Regions from separate parts of the Sus scrofa genome. Here region 1 is linked to region 2. A link is a contact called in public HiChIP or PLAC-seq data. All regions are on one chromosome and are shown on one strand. Each heading gives the region's core, a stretch centred on a gene start, on an enhancer-like site or on the middle of the called end of the contact. The rest is flanking DNA. Distances are from core to core; before and after follow the strand shown. Region 1 has its middle 36 kb from the start of SUCNR1. Region 2 overlaps MED12L (mediator of RNA polymerase II transcription subunit 12-like protein).

What was found. HiChIP or PLAC-seq counts read pairs in DNA pulled down with a chosen protein or histone mark.
Region 1: a contact with region 2 is called in an H3K27ac HiChIP or PLAC-seq map of alveolar macrophages. The contact joins two enhancer-like sites. A contact is called at or near these places in 7 of 47 Hi-C or Micro-C datasets (alveolar macrophages, heart right ventricle, liver and 4 more) and 1 of 2 datasets of contacts at active chromatin or transcription factors (alveolar macrophages).

What each region holds. Positions count from the first base shown.
Region 1 is chr13:92,150,799-92,154,333 of Sscrofa11.1, forward strand. No RefSeq gene overlaps it. Among named protein-coding and RNA genes, the nearest start is that of SUCNR1, 36 kb to the left of the region's middle. Within about 2 kb of position 1,788, at least 3 of the 83 cell types and tissues checked have an H3K27ac peak or open chromatin away from gene starts, as enhancers often do. A contact at or near this core is called in alveolar macrophages, where this site is marked.
Region 2 is chr13:91,616,991-91,620,894 of Sscrofa11.1, forward strand. MED12L (mediator of RNA polymerase II transcription subunit 12-like protein) reads left to right here. Exons shown (of 46, transcript XM_021069608.1): 45 at 2,608-2,689. Among named protein-coding and RNA genes, the nearest start is that of IGSF10, 61 kb to the right of the region's middle. Within about 2 kb of position 2,476, at least 6 of the 83 cell types and tissues checked have an H3K27ac peak or open chromatin away from gene starts, as enhancers often do. A contact at or near this core is called in alveolar macrophages, where this site is marked.

The sequences.
Region 1 (3,535 bases), core at 538-3,037, 530 kb after region 2:
TATCTTTCCTTTTCTACATGAATTATTTGTAGATTTTTATCTTTGATCTTGATAATTATCTCCTCCATATAGTTTGCTCTATTTCCAATGCTTTCTAATGCATTCTTAGAAATCTATTTTTTGAGTTACTACTCTCTAGAATTTCTGTATGATTCTTTTTTTTAGAGTTTCTGTCCTTTTGTTTGTTAATTTTATTCATGGTCTCACTGAATTACCTTTCTGAGTTTTCTTGTGGCTCATTGAGCTTCTTCATGAAAACTATTTTAAATTTTCAATCAGATCATAATATTCCATTCCTTTAAGTTTGGTTTCTGGAGAATTTTTCTTTCTGAAGTACAGTATTACCATGGTTCTTCATGGTATTTGATAAGTTTTTCTGCTACTAATACTTTATTATTTGAAGTAATGAATACTTTTCTTCTTCTTCTTTTTTTTTTTAAACTTGATTTTAACAATTCAGTAGATTGGTAATTAGAAGTCTTTCTTTTCTTTTTCAGTAGGTGGCACTATAGCACAAGTGTTTTGGTTCTTTTACCTGTGCTGCCACTGGCTGTATTTGAGAACCTGAACTTCATTTTCTGATGTCACCTGGTGCCTCATTGTCACTGCTTGTGCCTGCAGGGTTGCTGGTGCCTTGATATTGCCAGTTTCATTGTTGTCATTGGTGTTTCTGCTGGGGGCATTGGAAGGGCATGCACTTCCGCATTTTCAGGATTGCCTGGGTTGAGAGCGCTGCCTCCATTGGGAAAGGGGGAAGGTAAGCAGGAACTGGGGTGATGGGTCCCTTTGTCATATCTGGGATTGCTGCATTCACAGATGCCCCCACTGCAGGTGGGAGTGCCAGAGTTGTTGGTTTCACTGTAGTTGGAAGGACAGAGTCACAGGCCCCACTGCTGCTGCAGCCAGTTCCCTGTGGCTGTGGTTGCTGCTATAGCCAGGAGGCTGGAGTCTGATGCACCACTTCCCTTGTTGTTACTGGGTTCTCTTGGGCTGTAGGCTTAGATGCTGTGGCAGAAAATCAGAATTTCCAGCACCAGGCCTCTGTTGTTCCCCTGGTTCTGCCACCTGTCTTTGTTCTTCCCACCCACCTTTCCATAAACAGATGTATGGAAAGCTCCAGTGTCCTGGTATGTTGGGCAGAGGAAATTTTCAGGCAATCCCTCATTTTTAATCTAGACTTTTTAGCACTGAAGTGGGCTACATTGTTATATTTAAGGTTTATATCTTTGGAGAGTCTTTTCAAGAGTAGATTGGCAACAACACTCTCACTTCTCAATTATATCTTTCCTTGCCTAAAATGGGTGACATAATACTACAAAATTAGCTAGCCATAAGAGTAAGACTTAATCACTTCCTACTGGCCAGGGTTCAGCCAGGAAAAGCAAATTCCTTGTAACACAGTTTTTACCCTCAGACCATTGACAGCTTCCACTGGGGTACAAATTAGTGGAGTCTCTCAAAGCTGGGGTGGTCAGAGACATAATAATCTGGGGCTTCCACCAGAGATTGTACCAACAGCAGCTGAAGATTATACAACTTTAAATCTGGTATCCCTCTAGGTAGAAAGGAAGAACTGAAGAATAGATCCTTTGGGAAGATATGCAGGTACAGATGAGAGTGGAGTGAGAAATGTGAGCACTACCGATATCTTTCCTAAAACTGTGAGGACTGTATTCTGAGAATGGGAGAAATTATCATTAAAGAATGATATAGGGAGTACTTACACCCAATGACTGGGCTATGGAAGCAGCTGGATGATTTCAGAAATACCACTGCCTTGTGCTGAGAGTGATGCATGATGATGTCAGTGTTCTGGGGAGGAAACATGCCAGAGCCTATCTAAAGGCACAGCTTGACTCCATTATGGAAGAGGATGTTTACACAAAATATGACTCCCTTCACCCAGTAAGTGAGCCTATCAAAATGATCAAGCCATCAAACTCTATAATCAATATGTATTAGTTTTCTTTCTTTAGTACCAGAAAGATAAAATCTGGGAAAATTTTCTAAGTTGTGAATCACTTTATAATTGCTGTGTCCCCAAAATTCCAATCTGAAATCCACCTCTGTCCCCTTGTTTCCTTTCCAACCAAGGGGGTATATTTTTTAAAAAATTTGTTGATACAAAGGTGATTTACACTGTTGTGTTAATTTTTGCTATCCAGCGAAGTAATTCAGCCATATGTACTCATGGGTATACACACACACACACACATATGGATATCAATATATATGGATATATATGTCTCCATAGACACATACATGTCCATAGCAATATATATAGATATATGGATATACATATCCATTCCCATATAGGTTATCACAGCATATTAAGTGGATTTCTCTGTGCTTATACAGCAGGTCTCCTTTGATCATCCATTCCATATGGAAAAGTGTGATTTGCCAGTCCCAAACTCCCAATCCATCCCTCTCCCCACCTTTCCTTTTTGGCAGCCATAGGTTTGTTTTCAAAGTCCATGAATCTGTTTCCATTTTGTAAATAAGTTCATTTGTATCATTTTTAAAAATTCCACATATAAGTGATATCATGTGATATTTGTCTTTCTCTGTCTAACTTACTTAGTATGATAATCTCTAGGCCCATCCATGTTTCTGCAAATGGCATTATTTCATTCTTTTTATTGCTGAGTAGTATTCCATTGTCTATATGTACTCCATCTTCTTTATCCATTCCTCTTTCAATGGACATAAAGGTTGCTTCCATGTCTTGGCTATTGTAAATAGTGCTGTAGTGAACACTGGGGAGCATGTAGCTTTTCAAATTATGTTTTTCTCTGGATATATGCCAAAGTGTGGGATTGCCCAATCATATGGTAGTAGGTAGGTATTTTTGGAGTCAATTTACATGAGAATTTTTTTTAAAAAACTTGGTGGAAATCAAAATATCATTCCCAAAGGAACTGAAAACTAAAAAGATTTAATAGGGTTTTATCAATCATACTAGGAACTCTCCAATGGGAGAAAATAAAATGGGGGCAAAAATTCCAAATTAAGATAGCTAATGTCACTAATACTGCTGCTAGAGTTCCCTCTCTGTTCATTAATGGACCAATCAGAGTCTGATACTCATCCACTTTGCTTTGTAGACTGTTTCTCATACACCAGAGGAGAAGCTAAAAATATTTGTTGACTCTAGTATTGATTCAACATTGCAAGGAGATAGAAGAAATTCAAGATGCCCTGTGTAAAGCTTTACTATGAAATTTAGTTTTGAATATGCATAAAATAGTTTGTGGGTAGAATAGAACCCTATGTCTGAAAGTATATGTGTTGGGATTTCATCCCATATATATGGTGGAGCCAAAAACTCAGAGATAGGTCGTTCTGTTAGATTCTCACAACAATCTATCAATCAGGAAGCTTCAGGAAGAAGTTCCACAACCCCCACTCCTACCCACAAGCTCAGGAAACACACAAAATGCATGACAGAAGTTTAGCATCACCCATCTTACTTCAGAAAATTGTCTGTTTGTGTTCCCCCAGTTTCTAACTGTGAGATCCTCAAGACTGTAGG
Region 2 (3,904 bases), core at 1,226-3,725:
TAGAATCTGAGATTACTACATTGTTTCGTTCTGTGAATTACTCTATGTGAAAAGACTTCAGATGAACAGAAAGAAGGCAGCTAAGTATTTGTTGAATGAATAAAGGTTAAATATTTATGCACTGTGTACCTTTAATCGGCTGATAAATTAAAATTAGATATCTTTGCAGCCAACCACTTAGAAAATCTGATTATTTTCAAATAAATTAGTTTTCGAAAGCTAATAGTTCTAATTAAGGATAGCACTGGATCATGGCTAACGATCCAGAAAGGTGTCTGAATTCTAGCCCCAATACTTAAAACACAGGTCATAGGCAAGTGACAGAAGCCCTTAGAGCCTCAGTTTCCTCATCTGAAAGTAAGAATAATAGTGGTTAAGGTTCACAATCACTTATATTCATTTCCAAAATCCAAACACCTCTGAAAATGGAAATTTTACTTGGAATTCACTGAATAGGCACATCTGACCAGAATTCCTTTGGTAGTAAAAAGCTGACCAGAATGGACATGAAGCTCTTTTCATTTATCTTACCTAGTAGGATTCTTTGTGTGTTTCATGGTAGAAATTTAATATGTTTGGTTGTGGAATACTGTTGTAGACCTTGATTAGTCACTATGTTATGAATGTTTCATGGTAAATCAGATATGCATTGAATTCCGAAACACATCTGCCCTAAGGACTTTGGATGAGAGGCTGGGGCTAGGTCCTACCACAGCAGGATTAAATGGGCTGGTATAAACCTAAAATGTCTAGGACACTGCCTAGTACCTAGTGTCACATTAGGTTTTGTTAAATAAATAGGGTAATATTTCCAAATATACCTAGAACCTACTGAATGGAAAAAAAAAATCACTATTTATGTTACCAACAGTTCCATATGTATTTTCCTCCCGTTTTGGGCAATAGAAAAATAAAATGGAAAGGTGCTATTTTTCTGAGTTGTATCAGGGAAAATGTTAACATTGGTGGAAGTGTACCTTTCTTGTTACTTAGAAATTAAAAGAACTGTAGTCTTTCAGTTTGTTTTCACTGTGCACCTACTGTGTGCAGCTGAATACTAGGATACATTAGGAAATAAGCCCAAGTCTTTGTCCTGAAGTCACACACAGTCTAGTGGGAGAGAAACAGTTGAGCCAATTGTCTTGCCAAATATTCGGTTTTAAAGGAATTAACCTGACAACACCCTCTAATTTAGGATTGCCAAGAAAAAATGCAGCACTCCCGATTAGAGTTGCAGGTAAACAATGATTAACTCCTTAGTAGAAGCTTATCCCAAATATTGCGTGGGACATACTTATACTAAATGTGGTATTTGACCCACACAATATTTGGAACATACTTAAAACTAAAAAAGTATGTATTGCTTATCTGAAAGCATTGTGGGCATTACTTAACTGGGCATTGTGTATTTTCATTTGCTAAATCTGACAACCCCAACTACAATTCTGGGCTACTTTCAGCCATATTTGGTAAGCTCTGAGAAGGAAATAGATATTGCACTCATATTGGGTAATTGAGTTTTTAAAAGAAAACTATTCATAGAAGATTGGGCAGGGTTAAGGGAAACTAAGGATAATAAAACACCCAGGGCTGGAAGCAATTAACCCCTTGCAGTGGGGCAAGAAGAGGGAGAAAAATGGAGAGGGCTGCTGATGAGCCACAGCCATCCCAGCCTGAGGTGTGTTCCACCAGCACAAACCCAGTAGGAAGGAAATTGGCAGAAAACAAAACAAAACAATAAACAAAACCAGCTCAGAATGGGGTGGGCCTGTGGAGGTGCTGTGACATTGCACAGTTCATTCCAATGTGCATCTGATTAAGATAGCCTTGCATCAGGACACATCATTTGTTACCTCAGCAGTAAGCCTGGGGGAAAGGAGGAGAGGGACAGGGAAGAAAGAAAAGGAAGAATAGATTGGTAGCCTGAAATTGGAAGGTTAAAGAAAAAAGTAGAGCAGCACTATTGATGATTTTAATCAAAGGTAATTTTGCTTCTGCCAGATAGGTTTTTGTCCCTCCTCTTGGAAATAACCACCACAATTTCTTGTATTAACTTACTGGCTAGAACCAGGGCACAGGCCCTTATATCATGCCTGCACTTGCACCACCCTGGAAGCCAGGGCCTCTTAAAGTGTGGTCCTTTGTGCCTCACTGGGCTCCCCCTGCCCAACCTTTATCCTGCTTTGGATGACTCATCCCCTGATGAATCCTAGACCCAGGCCCCTTCTCTCCTCACTATGCTCTTGTCTTCATTCACCCTTAACCCAAGGCCAGGCCTGAGGTGCTTGCCCAAATCCTCCCACCAGACAGCTTTCAATTTGTAGATGTAAATGGCTTATAACATGGTGTGACTAACCAGTCAGTGGGTGAAGGATGAGGTCACAAGGTTACTTGAGCCACTGGACACCACTAGGCTCCTTCTGCCATGGCTCTTCCAGTAAAGGCCACGTCACCAGCCAGAGATGGGTTTTGGAAGGGATTGGGCACTTCAGATGATGACCGGGTGTTGACCTGGGTGTGGCCCTGGGCACTGTTTAAAAGCACACTGCAGACTTTCTGCTCTTGTCCGTGATGGGAACTGATTTCCCTCCTTTCTCCTGATTCCAGTTTCCCAGGCAAGGCTTGCAGCAGACCCAGCAGCAGCAGCAGACGGCCGCCCTGGTGCGGCAGCTCCAGAAGCAGCTTTCTAGTAAGTACGCTCTGCTGGGAACAGACGGCTCCCAGGACATGAAAAATGAGCCATCTGGCAAAACGCAAGTGGCAGATCCTCGAAAACTACTGGCTTCCTCCATGCCATTTGCATGTTTGGTTAAGTCCAGGCTATTCTCATTTTGTCCTGTTTTGGTTTGTATGCTTCTTTTCCTGAAAGGCCCAGTCTTATGTCTTTGAGTTCAGTGACGATGTTTTCCTGTTGCTTCCATCTGAATTGAGAATGTTCCTTTCCATCTGGGGGACCCTGGTGGAATGGCAGGTGCTTTGCTCATCAAGCTGGACACCCTGGCACAACTCTGCCAACACCCTCAAGAGATATGGAGAGGCTAGTGCTAGAAAGACCCATGCCCTGGTCACTAGGGCCGAGACACTCTTACCAGGGCAACTCCTTGCCGATAGTGACTGGGAGAAACCAAAGCCTGTAACACGCTGGCAGATGGCATTGCAGGGTAGCGTTTTTCCCCAGTACTCTTGCTGCCGTGCCAGCTGCTGCCTCTCTAGGTGCATGCCCACCACCTATTTTCTTAGACCTAATCTCAGTGCCAGCTCAGCTCCCGTGAGTCCCCTCACCCTGTGCTGGAGTCCCAGGGTAGGGTTCTTTTAGAAATGGGAGCAAGTCCCCAGTGATACAAAGAGTATTGGCCCAGAAATCAGAAGACCTAAATTCTAGTGCCAACTCCACTGCCATTACCTGTCATTCGTGTGGTGAGGAGCGAGACCAGAGATTCCTCTGGGGTCTTGATTCTGTGCTTCTGAAGTAGAGAGCAAAGAGCAACAAGCTCTGAGGGTGGTGGTGCAGCTCTGGTGGGAACTGTGAGGGAAGGGTGTGGTGTATGACTGAGTGGCAGCTTGGTTCTGGTCTTAGTGTCCCGCCCGGCTGCTGCCTGTGTTTTTTCCTGGGCCGAGGGAACATCTCTCATATCTTCTATCTCTCTGAGGGCATAACCAAGGTCTTTTTTTTTGTTTCCCCTGTAGAGTATTTCCCTCATTTAATTTCAGTTAATTGTGTAAAGCAATCTTTTTCCAATGACTGTTCAATCAGTATGATCTATTAAACACATGCAGTTAAAATTTCACTGTATTTCACCAATTCCAAAGTTCATATTTTTGCATGGCAATAGAATATAATTTTAAGGTAGAGACAACATGTTCTATTTTTAATTTTCTTCTAGTGATTTCAGATATGTACTTC